2 separate regions of the Gossypium arboreum genome follow, and region 2 is linked to region 1. A link is a contact called in public Hi-C data. All regions are on one chromosome and are shown on one strand. The core of a region is the stretch at or near the end of the contact, and the rest is flanking DNA. Distances in the headings are between cores, read along the strand shown. Region 1 holds the start of LOC108467418 (UV-stimulated scaffold protein A homolog). Region 2 holds the start of LOC108467725 (probable alkaline/neutral invertase F).

Region 1 (6,833 bases), core at 2,251-4,750:
GAGAAAATATAGTTTCGATTTTATAATTAAACCCTACATTTTACTCCAAGATTTTTGTTTGAAAATGTCTTCTATTTTTGGCAACTGATTATACAAAATAGGATGTGCTTATCAGGACTACATCCCCATACGTCATCATCGTATAAATATGCATATTGAGAGAAAGAATGGGATAATAATAGCAAAAGGAGGTGACTTGGGTTCAACGTTACTTCAACTTGAAAGGGAAATTAGGCTACTTACTAGTAGAGACAAATTGTAATCCTGTAGGCTGAGGATATAACAAATGCTGAGATTCGACAATCTTTTAAGGGTAAATACATGAACCAATTGGGTTCAAATTTTGATCATTTAAATTAAACTGTAGTTAGTGATTCTCTGTTTACTGGTTTAAGGAGGGTCACCTACTGGCCCTACTGCATTAACTAATAACATTGATTGCCAACCAATCTAACATATAAGCAAAGCAAAAATACAGTTCCAACCTTCCTTCTATGTCCCATGTCTGACCTGGTTTGCTGGATTCCTCCTGGTTTTGCCAGTTGTTTGGGATATTATAGCAATTGTCTCTTGGAAGAACTTTGAACCTATATAAATTATCTGAACTTTCTTTTAATGGGCGCTACATGCTATGGCATAGACCACGTAAATCATGGATATATATAATTCCTTGCATATAAGATGTAAATTTACTAGGCAATTTCATTTTGTTAATTTTAACTGTACAACATAGCCAATCAACCAGCACGAAGTCTATTGCTTTATTGCATAGAAAACCGATCTAACATTCTAGCTCTTTATTTATATTCCAAGAATTAACAAAACAAACACGTGAATATCACAAAACTTAAAATATGAGGTCTATTGCTTAAATGCTATCATGACTGATTGAAAACGACACAACTAGACTCCTCAAGCTCATAGAGGAATTTGATCGAAATAGCTTGATTAATGCAATTAATATTTGATCGGTTTGTGCATTATATAAGCACAGGAACACCATTGGAATTTGTTTGCCCAGTACTTCCCTATGGATTTATCGGCGTAACACTTCAAGAAATGCCCGATAACTTAATAATAAGGAAACCCATCTACCATTGATTGGGAAATGTTTCTCTATAAGTTGCATCCTCACCCTGGGTCATCTGTCTTAGCGTTGCCTCTGTTGCCCGGGTGTTCAAAAGTCTCTGAGCTAACCTATCTTTCGTTGTAACTTTCTTCCGCAGCATTGATGCTAGAGTTTGTTTGTTTCTCCCAACTGGATTCTCACCAACAGTTTCCCCCATGTCTTCTCCAAAAACTGTTGATCTTGATGTTGAAGCTATTGCAGCATCACGAAGAACAGCATCATTGTGCTCCCGAACTCTTGCTAGCTTTTCCCGCTGTAATGACTGTTTATCAAGTTTTCTCTTCCTCGCATCCTCTTTATCTCGCTCCCTAACATTCTTCACAGCTTGTTTTGCTAACTGCTCTGCTAAATCAGAGCCTAAACCAGGATCTGTATCATCTGTTGAAGAACTCTGATTGATTTGGTTTCCTGCATCATCACGAGGTATAATGGGCCCATGAAATGGGCAAACCTTCAAGTCTCTTCTCTGACAAAGTCCACCTTTTTTCAAAGGTGCACGACATGGTTGGATCTCTCCTAAGTTTTCCTGGTAAACAATCGACTGAAGATTCAATTCTGCAATTTTCTCGGCTGGAATCACGGCATCATAATCTACTCTTCCCCAGTGATTGTCAAACTCCAAGCCTTTCTGATTTAATAATGTATCCTTATTAGAGACTGAGCCCCAATAATCCATGAAAGAACCCCACCTGAGAACTGGAGCTTCAGCCAAAAGCTCACTCCTAACAGACTTTTCACTACCCGAACACTCTTTGCCCTTAGAACAACTGCATTCTTTATCTTTGGCTTTCACCTTGCAAGAAGCTGACACTTTAGCAAGATTTCCACTCTGTTTATTAGACTTCTTAGAATTCCTATCCTCAACAGATTTACTTCTCTTTTCAATGTTGGAACTTTGAACCTCCCTTCGCTTCTCAGGTTCAGTAGTACTTCCATTCTCAGTCAATCCCAAATTACCTTCCTCCCAGAAGTCTTCCTCCTCTTCTTCGTTTTTATTCACAGTTTTGGGTAAAGTACAACCAGATTCTTCACAATCCTTCTTCACAGATATGAGACTGTTTCGGATATCAATCAACTCCTTCAACATGGAATCTCGTGACCTGTTGTCAGCCACTTCAACCCTTACAAGAAGAGATATCCATTCTTGTACTGAAACCAGGTGCTTGGTTACTAAAAGCTTATACAGCTCTCTTAATGCATCGAAAACCACTTTGTTATCGCTGTTCTCATGAACCTTTTCTCCTTCCTTTAATGAATCAAGACGGATCTGCCTCAACTCAGAAGACCGAAACTCTACAAAATCTTCGTCATCCAATAAGACGTGTGGCACGCCTTCCTCTTTAGTGCGAACAATATCTAAACATTCTCCAATCTCATCAACTGTAGCCTGTATTTCTTCCTTAACAGAACTAAAATTCATCTTCAGCGTTTCAAACTTGCTCTGTAAAATCTCCCTAGTCCTTCTCTCTCTTTCCCTCCTCTCTCGTTCTATCCTTGCTGCAGTCTCCTGAAGGTTAGGAAACTGAAACCTGAGAGTATTCTTAAGATAATCAAAACCTAACCTAAGCTGCCTGTAATGAACCCCAAAAGATGCATTCCACTTCTCTAAGAACTCAATTGCCTTGGAACGCAAAGTTGATGCAATAGCCGGAGGAGCTGGGAGCGGCATATTTCTTCTAAACCCAACACTTAAGGCCAATAACTGATCTAAGTTCTCAACCAAAAGGGTTCTAAAAAGCCTAGACCGCATGAAAAGTTCATCAATTATAAGAAGCGTGAGATAACGAACCTGCAATAATAGCAAGTCTCAAAAACTCAAATTCCTTCAAACACCAATCTCTTAGCATTTTCCTTTTTCAATTTAGAAAAGAAAATAAATTATTAATAGTTAAAAGGATCCTGAATTTCGTTACAACAATAAAGACTGGATGCCCTAGAAATCCAATTGCAGAACGTGCATTAGGCAAGGAAACTAAATTTGAAGAAAGAAAGGGAAATTTAACCGAAATCAAAATCCACTTATTTACTAACTCGTTAGAGAAGGATAGATAGAAGACCTGGGAATGATCGCGTTTCATGAGGTCCATGAGGGTATGGGCGGCGAGTCGTAGCTCCGAATCGGAGAACCGCACCACTGATTTGATTGCTTTGAGAAGACGTGGATCAACCTCGGAGGCAGTCGAGTTCGTGGCTTTTTCTATCAAAGCCCAGACTTTTCCTCTCTCCTCCATCTCCATCTCCACCGGCATCGCCATGCCCCGATGTTATGAGTTTTCCAATTCTTGTTATTTATTTTTCAAAATCCCTAATTTATATAGCATCATATTATAATAACTTATCCGCGAAATTCCGTTGCGAGCAAAGTCAACAATTAACACGGATAGAGGCGAATACTGGACTGGGCTAAGGCCTAGGCTGAGGGAATGGTTAAAATTTGGTTTACAGGCCTTCAGCATGGCCCTTTGGAGGTTTTGTGTGCTGCCAAAATCTAGCCCAAACACTAAATTAGCCCTATTATGCATTTCTTTTTTTTTAATCATTATTATTTCTCTTTTCATTTTACAAACGAATTATATTATTTTCAACTTTGAAAATATTTACATTAAATCAGCTAAATCTGTGAGTTGAAATAAATTGTTGATTGAGCTCCGTTTAGACCATTATTTCAGTCAATTCATCGAGTTGAGTTTGAACAACTGGCAATAATTTTTGCCTTCACTGATTGCACCGCATTGATATAAATAAGGACAAAGTTAATCGTATATAAATAAGGACAAAGTTAATCGTACTTGTTTTCTTTGCATCTGCATAGCATTTACAGGAAGAATAGTAAATGTCTTGCTTTTCTTAAAATTCTATTTGATTATAAAAAATTGATTAAAAAATTTAAATTTTAAATTATTTGAATTAAATTAATTAAATTAACTCGATTTTTTTTAATTTTAAGTTTAAATTGAACTAAATTTTCGAATTGAATAAATTAAATATAAATTTTTTTTACTTCCATTTCACCAATTCCTCCACTCAAATCCTTTTACTTTCCCCAACAAAAAATTACTTTCCCTCAACCCCCCAAATTTTTTTCTTTTACCCTCTCCTCAAAATTTTTACTTCTCCCAAACCCCTTGCAAAACTTTTACTTCCTTTTAAGCTTCAAATTTTTTCAAATTTATGTTTACTATTTATATTATTAAATTAAATTTTTGTATTATTTGTATTATTAAATTGTTTAATTATATTGAATCTTTATCATTTTCTGTTAAAATTAAACTATTGATGATGCCATAAAATATTTGTGTTAAAATTTTCTATTGATATCAATTTTGCATTTTATCATTAAAATATCTTTTATTAAAAAACATATTTTTACATTTAATATATTTTTAATTTCAAAATCCATAGTGACAAGAATCGAAGATAATTAATGTAACTAAGCAAGCAAAGAAGCTAACTTGTATATAAAAGATTAATAAATAAATTATGAGGGATGAAAGTTAGTAACAAATTTGATTACAATAGCTGACAGTAGTTACAAAAACCCAAAGTATTTTTTAAAATTTAACTTGAACAAATATATTCAATTTAATTTGATTCGAATTCTATCTCACTCAACTCGATTTGAAAAAAATTTAAATCGAATTAAAATAATAAAATAAAATTTATCAACATAATTAACTCAAAATCTTTTTCATTCAATTTGATTTAATTTAATTGAACGCTGACCCTAATTGCTGATCATGCGTACACATTACAGTTTCTTTTCTTTTAATATACATATAGATTTTATATTTCTTTTATTGTGTCGACACTAGGCTTTCCATCTAATTGATGTTTCTGATTATACTTTATATGAAATTTGTATTCATTGGGAAATTTTGTTAAAACCTTTCAAGTCTTTCACCGAAAAGAAAAATTCCAGGAATGTAAAAGAAAAATATTCGATTAGAAACTTTAAAAATGGATAGGTATAGTGTTATTATTCGTGAAAATAATAATATTTGACTTTGTTATAAAAATATAAAATAAATAAAAATATTATCATTTATTGCAATAAATAATTTAAAATAGTTATAAAACAATTAATTAAAATGCCAACAACCTCTTAATATAATGATAGGAGTATTATATTTCTAGGTATAAGAGTTTAGGTTCGATATCAATGATCTTCATTCTTCTCCCCAATTATTAAAAATAAATGATGCTTATTATTTTATTAAATAAAATTATAATTTTACATATTTTAATAATTTCATAAAAATAAATAATTTGAAAGTTCTTTTATCTATCATTTTTAATCTAAATCACAGTTTGCTTTTAGCGACGTTTGGTTCATTAAATATTAGATTACGTTTTGTAATAAGATTATGGGAATGTAAGGTTACAGATGTAAGGTGAAATTACCTTATTTGTTTCATTTGGCTGAAATGTAAGTTTTAAGTATTTGGTTGACGGAATGTAAGATTACTCAAAAGCAAATTTTACTATATTGTCCTTATTATAAAATATGAACCTATTAACCAAATAATTAAATTAGCTAACGAGCAAGTTACTCCATGTAAAGATCTCATTTTTATTGGTGCCTAAAAACTCGATTTAAAGTTGAACTTTCTAAGAATAGCCATTTAAAACTTTAAATTGAGGAATTGATGGGAATACGAAGTTAGATAGTTGTATAAAAAAAGGAATTAAGTGAATAATTAACCAACATACTATAGTAATCAAATTGCAAGTCATTAACTAATAGAATTTAATAAAACATTGAACCAGACCTTAAATAGTAATTGAGCCATTAAAGGTGATGATCACTAAATTAACTATAAATACAACAAAGGCAAGCGCACTTATCGAATAATAGTATAGCTATGGTGAGTAGAGAATATCGTATCCACGAGGACTAAAAGTACTAATAATTATCGCCTTCTTATTATCTAGCTGACAAATTGAGGTGATGTGTTTTAATCTAAAATTACTAAACTAATTTATCTAAGAATGCAACAGAGAATAAATCAAACAAATAATCGAATAATAACCAATGGGATAGACAATACCCAGGACAGAATCCACCTAGACTTCGCTTATTATTATGAATCTAAATTAAACGATTTATTCACTTGTGTCTTGATCCATAGAAATCCCTAAATTATGTTAACATATCTTTTAAGAGTAAGAACAACTGACTCTAGGTTGATTAATTGAAATCTCTTTCTAATTAAAACCCCTATCATTGCATTAACTCGATCTATGAATACCCCCTATTGGATTTGACTCTAATCTAGTAGATTTATGTTGTTCTTTTTCTAGTATTGCATGCAACTCCACTAAATTATGGTAGATCTATTCTTAAATAGGGACTTTTGCTTCACTGAATTAAGCACATTAAATATGAATTAATATCCTGAAAATATTAAAACAAGAAATTAGTACACATAATTGAGAACAAGAATCAAGTATTTATCATGTAAATCAAAAATCAAATAATAAATAGGTTTCATCTTCCCAAGGTATCTAGGGAATTTAGTTCATAATCCTGAATAGAAACATCTCAAAGTCAGAATAACCACAAGATATAAAGAAACTAAATAAAACTTAGAAAGAAATTAAAGGGAGATATTGAATCTTGATGAAGATCCGCTTTTGAGTTGGTTCCGATGGCGTTCTTCAAGTGTTTTCCTTAATCTTCTCTGGTTTCCGCATTATGTCTTCT
Region 2 (6,643 bases), core at 2,053-4,552, 260 kb after region 1:
TAGTGTAGATGACTTCGACTTTAATGATCCCGAATCCGATTGCTACCGAGCAAAATCTATAAAACAGAGAGCCAAAGCAACGGAGTAAGCATTTTTATGCTTAGTAAGTCTCAAGCAATAAAATCAGCTTTAACCAAAGCATTACATTCACATAGCCAAATGAATCATTTCATTAATACACATTCACAATATCATACTTACTTCACCATCCCAACTCTTATTTCATACACAAATAACGGCTTCGTTAAGGCCGATAACTCGTTCCATCATAGGAGCGAATATTCATACGCTCTTACTCCTAGCGCGCAAAGCACACACAACACATACCTTGTTATTGGGAAGTTTCACAAGTGCTTTAGCTGAAAATTTTCCAGCAAGCTTATAATTTTCAAATCACATACCTTCGGAGTTTAACCGGATATAGCTACTCGTTCAAACGTCTTCGGGACATAGCCCGGTTATGGTAACCCGCACAAAGGCCTTCGGACTTAACCCGATTTCACAATTTGCACAAATGCCTTGGTCTTAGCCGGATGTAGTCACTAGCACAATTGCCTTCGGTCTTAACCGGATGTATTTACCAGCATAAATGTCTTGAACTTAGCCGGATATCATTTAATTGCTCATGCACACATATACATCAATAATCATTTCCCATTCATATTTCATTTTCGTTACTAAGGCTCAAACACAAACATATCACTAGCATAATCGCCTTGAACTTAGCCCGGTATCATTCAAATACTCATACACACATAAATCAATAGTCATTACACATCAATTTTTCATTTCACATAATTCGAGTAGGGTCATTTCTTGAGGACTTACCTCGGATGTTGTCGAACGGCTTTGACGGCTATTCGGTCACTTTTTCCTTCCCCTTATCCAATTGTGGCCCTCTAAGCTCTTGAGCTAATTCAAACAAATTCAATTTATTAAAGTCTCGCTTGCTAGCCTTGGCCGAATACATATATCATTGATTCAACATCACATAACTAAACACTTTAGTCAATTTTCTTTAATTACGCACACATTCGGCCTTAGCTCACAACAAGGTAGCCGATTACCTAAGTCAAGAATAGGCATCATTAAGCTTGCCTCTAACCGAATGCATGCACCATAATTCCCCTCATGTGGCCGATTATGCTTAGTCATTCTTGCATAAAATCAAAAATAAATTGCAAGATTTTCACATCATATGTGTACTAGGCCGAATGTACATGCAAATTTCACAACATTCTTCAACAAACTTCTTCTTTAAACAACATATTCATCACTTTCTTCATAATCAAAATATCATGTGCAATCATATATACACATATAAGTGCAAGGTCAATTTCAAGGTGTCCATAGCCATCCAAAACACAAATTTTAACTAACATGCAAGAAGCATGAACCATGCTCATGAATGCATCATGGCCGAATACATCACAATCATGACCCTTTCAACTTCAATCATGGTTAAACAAAAAAAAAACTCAATGTCTTACTTAAAATTGGTACAAAGAAGTTTCAAGAGTAGTCAATCCATCATTGCATGCATCATTAGCAAGCTTCACATTTAGCATGCAATGGCTTTAACACCACATTTACTTTGGCCGAATTTCATTCCCATGACATTGCAAAGATTTGAACCATGGGATACCAAGAACATCAAGCTATCAACTAAAAACATGCATGAATTTCATGGCACAATCTCAAACATACCTTAATCTTGATGCAAGTTTAGCCAACCTCTCCCTAATCCTCTTCCAAAACAAACATGAAGCAAAATTTCTTCCTTCCTCTAGTATTTTCGGTCAAGAGAGAATGCAAGGTTGGATGAACAATTTTTTTCTTTTTTTCATCTACAATACACGGCAATGGGGTTTCACACTCACACTCACATTTTTTTTTCTTTCTTTATTACCCATGCTTATTAGTTTATCATTTCTCCCTAATGCCCAACAAAACATGTTTCATGACATGTTTAGCCCATGATTCCTTGTCATGGCGGCCACTACATCTTGGGGGAAATTTGACATGCAAGTCCTCCCTTTGACTACATGCACTATTAGGTCCTTATAGATTAGCCTTTCACTTTTCAAAAGTGTCACACAAGTCCTACTAACCTAATTCACATGCAATCGGCTAAATCGAACTTGAAATTTTCACACATTCATAATTACATATTCTAGACAATAAATTTTACATTCAAACATTTCGGTGACTCGGTTTAGCGGTCCCGAAACCACTTCCTGGCTAGGGTCAATTTTGGGCTGTCACAGGATTTGTGGTCTCGAAACCACTATTCCGACTAGGCTCTATTTTTGGATGTTACACTAATTCACTAAGTAATAATCCTAACTCTCTCTCTACTTGTCCAACTTTTGACCTTAGAATGGGTAAACTGACTTCTTTCGACTCTATCCCTCATTTTCATCCATTTCCATTAATACCATGCATCAATAGAAACATGAAGAGCTGTTTTACAACTTCCATAGAAATGAGGTTCCAATCAAATCTATGATGCACAAGTGTGTAGTGCAGTTCGTTCCCATACATAAGCAACATTCAAACTGTATGGGTTTCAATTTTTATTTTATTCTTCTTTTATAAAATTTTAATTATTTTCTACAATTTTAGGAATTTTTAAATGCAATTTTATAAAATTTTATACTTACATTGAAAAATAATTTCTTAATAAATTTATTTTTTTAAAATTTGTATCCGTTTTAATTTTTAGAATTAAGATGTCAATGAAATTTTTTTAAAACTTTTAGGACTAATTTTTTTTATTGAATAGCAGTAAATTGATAGAATGCCTAAATATTGGAGGGTTAAATTTGCTCGTATGTCGATAAAGAAAAGCCCATGTTAAACCTTCGTTATTGATTTTACGGTTGAGTGACAAAAAATTCTAATTTTGAGAGCTTTGGTGACTCTATTAAAAAACTTTATAATTAAGTGACTAAAATAGAATCACTCTCATAATTGAGTGACCAAAATAGAATAACTCTCATGGTTGGGCGACTATTTGTGTTGTTTACCCAAAAGAAAAATGGAAGAGTTTATGGGTTTGTTTGTGTTCCCTTTGGCGCCCAAAGCCCAACGGCCTCCAAGGTCCCACTATAACTCCTCCCGCCACTAAAAACTGAAAGAAGTTCACAAACAATTTTGTTAATCTCTAAAACGCCCCTCCATTATGAACTTCCTACTTGTCACCCAGGGAACGAAACGGAGAGGGGCAATTTCGTAGATAAACTAAGTATTGAGACCTATTCTTAAACAACTTCCACACTTTATTTTTTTTTTCCAACCTCCAAAACGAACCACAATTCGGTACCCAATCGCTCACGCCCTTTAGGCTTCCATCTCTGATCCATTTTTGCATTTTTTTCCTTGTCCGTCTCTCACTATTCTCTCCAGCAGTTTCAGTCTCTACGAAACGAAGAGGGAAGACCTGAGAAAGTTATCTCTCTCTAGAGGGCACGATATTGTGCATTTGTGCTGCTCATATTTGATTCTCTTCTTTAAGAATGTCAACTTTGAGATCCCCGTGTGATCTTTTAGAAGATGTAAAGGAAGCAGAGGTGGTTCCTGCGCTTTATTTTACTCTTTCAGTCGGAGATAGTGAGAAAGAACTTGGAGATTCATCGGAAAAAGAGGTGAAATCGCCTGATTTTTTTATCGTTCTTAAACACGAAGGACAGTGCATCGTGACGCCTATCGAAGAACAACCTTCGGAGACTACCACGGAGAAAGGAGCTGACGACGCGAGTGAGAAATCTTTTGATTTTATCATGTTTGAGAAGTCTAAATTTACCGAGAAATCCCTGTGTTCACAAAATGAAGAGGAAGAAGCTCTTGAATCTCCTGAGGAAGCTTCGCAAACTGAAAATGTAAAATGGACGGATAATGGAAAGACATCTCTAGAATCAAACCAGCGAGAGAGTCCAAAAATATCAACAGAGATATTTCAAGACACAGTCGGAAAAGAAGAGTCATCCAAATCGGAGGAAGAAAATGAATCGACTGACAAACTTGATAAGCCGATGAAGACGTTAAGAGTGCAGAGCAACGAGAACATCTCCAAATCCAATAATGCAAACGTGGCGCAGATGTCACTGAAACCGTCTCCTAGTGTAGGTTCGAGTCTCGAGAACTTGGAACTCGACAGTTTATTGCCTGCGGTCAGATCCGTCGATAGTCCTCTAGGGAGTACGGAAAACGGTGCGATGTTGGAAGAAGCGTGGGAGGGACTACAAAAATCTTACGTATATTACAAAGGCAAGCCTGTCGGTACGCTCGCTGCTATGGATCCTATCGCCGAGGCTTTGAATTACAATCAGGTATATTATGTTTAGTTTTTTGTCATCGTTTTTGTTTTCTTTTGATTTTTCAAATCCAGATATCTCCCTTGTTTTGTTATATTATCATTTTCTTTTGTTTGGCTATTTTGCAATGAAGCTTCATTTGTCTTAGGTGTTTTCTCAACGGTCTTTCTTTAGCCTTCAAATCCATGCTTGTTAGAATCCATTTTATCTTCAGAATTTTGCTTACTGCTGTTCGCTTTCGCTATAGCATTTTGAGGCATTTTCTGTTTTTGTGAATGGTGTTAAGGAAATTCCTGTTTTACATGCATGATAACCATCTATATCTATTTCTTATGCTTATTTTCCATCCATGATAATCATCTATATCTATATCTAATTCTTCTTCTTATTCTTCTACTTATATAACTTCGGTTCCTGTTATGATTTGCTACGAAAGTTCTTGTGCCTTTTAGTTCTGTGATCTTTTCGTCTTCACCTGGAAAATATGTGGTCTAATGTACACTTCTTGACTTGCCCTTCATATATCTGCAAATTTCGTGGTAATGCCGGAGGAACTAATTAATTATTATATTATATTGTGAGTGGCATAAGTCGTTTCATCTTCAATTTTTATTTTAAAACAAACGAGGAAGAGAGTTTTCCATACAGGTGAAGATTAACGATCTTTGTAGATGCCTTTGAGAGGAATTACCGTACGTCATTGTTACATAGCCACAGACTAAAAACATGCATTATTGCTTGATCAAATTCATAGTGCTTCTGTTTTTCTGAGTTTGATAGCTAGCCCATAATGTTATGATTTCAATGAAGTTAAAAGCCTTATTAATGCAGGGGTGCCCTATTGAACTCAATCAATATTCTTTCCCCATTCTTATATTGCAGGTTTTCATAAGAGACTTCGTTCCCAGTGGCTTAGCCTGTCTAATGAGACCTGCCAATGCTGGTGGCGATCCAGAGATAGTAAAGAACTTTCTGTTAAAGACTCTCCACCTTCAAGGTTGGGAGAAAAGAATTGACAATTTTACACTTGGGGAAGGTGTCATGCCTGCAAGTTTTAAAGTACTTTACGATTCGCATAGGCAGAAGGAAACCTTGGTTGCAGATTTCGGTGGTAGTGCAATAGGAAGAGTTGCACCTGTTGACTCTGGGTTCTGGTGGATCATATTGCTAAGGTCGTATACCAAATGCACGCATGATTATACTCTCTCAGAACTACCTGAGGTGCAGAAAGGAATGAAGCTGATACTTAATCTTTGCCTTTCAGATGGTTTTGACACTTTTCCTACACTTCTGTGTGCAGATGGGTGTAGCATGATTGATAGGAGGATGGTGAGTCTTCTAGTTATTATAGAAGTTTCCTTTAACTTTATATAGAAGTACTTGTTTGAAAACATGATCGGGAATTAGACTGGTTATTGTCACAACTGCTCCTAGTGTTAAGCGTAATTGCCAATCTAAGCCACTTCGAATCTTCTTCTATTTTCATTGTTCTAGTACCCTTAGATCCTGTGATCAGTCTCTGCATGATTTTGTTCTGGCCCTAGTCTAGTACCAGACGGCTAAAGGGTTTTCCCCCTAAATTCTTGCTTGTTTTTGTGAATGAGTAATGTGATGTAGTTCATATATTATTGTTTGAACTCATTTTATTCACTACGGGGCAAAGCTGGAAAATTTATATTGGGGAGCTAGAATTGAACTGTAAATTCTTTTGGGGCCAATACACAAAATTTACCATTTTATTAGTTATTACTTTACAAATTTTAAGAGCCTAAAAGGGAAATTTTACCAAACCAAGGGGGCCAAGGCCCTTGCCTTCCCCCTGGTGCCGCCCCTGCTGCAATGCTTTGAGTTGTTTTGATATTTGGTCGGTCGCTCCTACTCTTTTTCTTCTTTTTACCCTCATTGCTCTGAACTGAGTTTAATTAGTGGAATTTAATGTGCTTCCTTTTTGGGCAGGGAATTTATGGGTACCCCATTGAGATTCAAGCACTTTTCTATTTTGCACTGAGGTCTTCTAGGCAGATGCTAAAACCAGAGCGAGATGGCAAGGAACTAATTGAGCGTATCGATAAGCGCATCAGAGCTCTCAGTTTTCACATCCAAAAATACTACTGGCTTGATTTCACACAGTTAAACAACATATATCGCTACAAAACTGAGGAGTATTCCCACACTGCTGTCAACAAATTTAATGTCATCCCAGAGTCTATTCCTGATTGGGTGTTCGATTTTATGCCCTTACGTGGGGGATATCTGATTGGTAACGTCAGCCCAGCTCGAATGGATTTCCGCTGGTTTCTGGTTGGAAACTGCATTGCAATCTTGAG

Evidence for each region. Hi-C and Micro-C count contacts between places; a contact is called where the count stands out from the background.
Region 2: a contact with region 1 is called in a Hi-C map of leaf, with 2.6 times the contacts expected there. The contact joins the promoter of LOC108467725 here to the promoter of LOC108467418 in region 1. A contact is called at or near these places in 2 of 5 Hi-C or Micro-C datasets (both in leaf).

What each region holds. Positions count from the first base shown.
Region 1 is chr8:27,146,245-27,153,077 of ASM2569848v2, forward strand. It overlaps LOC108467418 (UV-stimulated scaffold protein A homolog), which reads right to left and starts at 3,501. Exons shown (of 2, transcript XM_017768021.2): 1 at 3,187-3,501; 2 at 761-2,918. The coding sequence starts at 3,384. The coding sequence ends at 1,092.
Region 2 is chr8:27,401,562-27,408,204 of ASM2569848v2, forward strand. LOC108467725 (probable alkaline/neutral invertase F) reads left to right here and starts at 3,303. Exons shown (of 6, transcript XM_017768476.2): 1 at 3,303-4,331; 2 at 5,199-5,645; 3 at 6,273-6,643. The coding sequence starts at 3,519.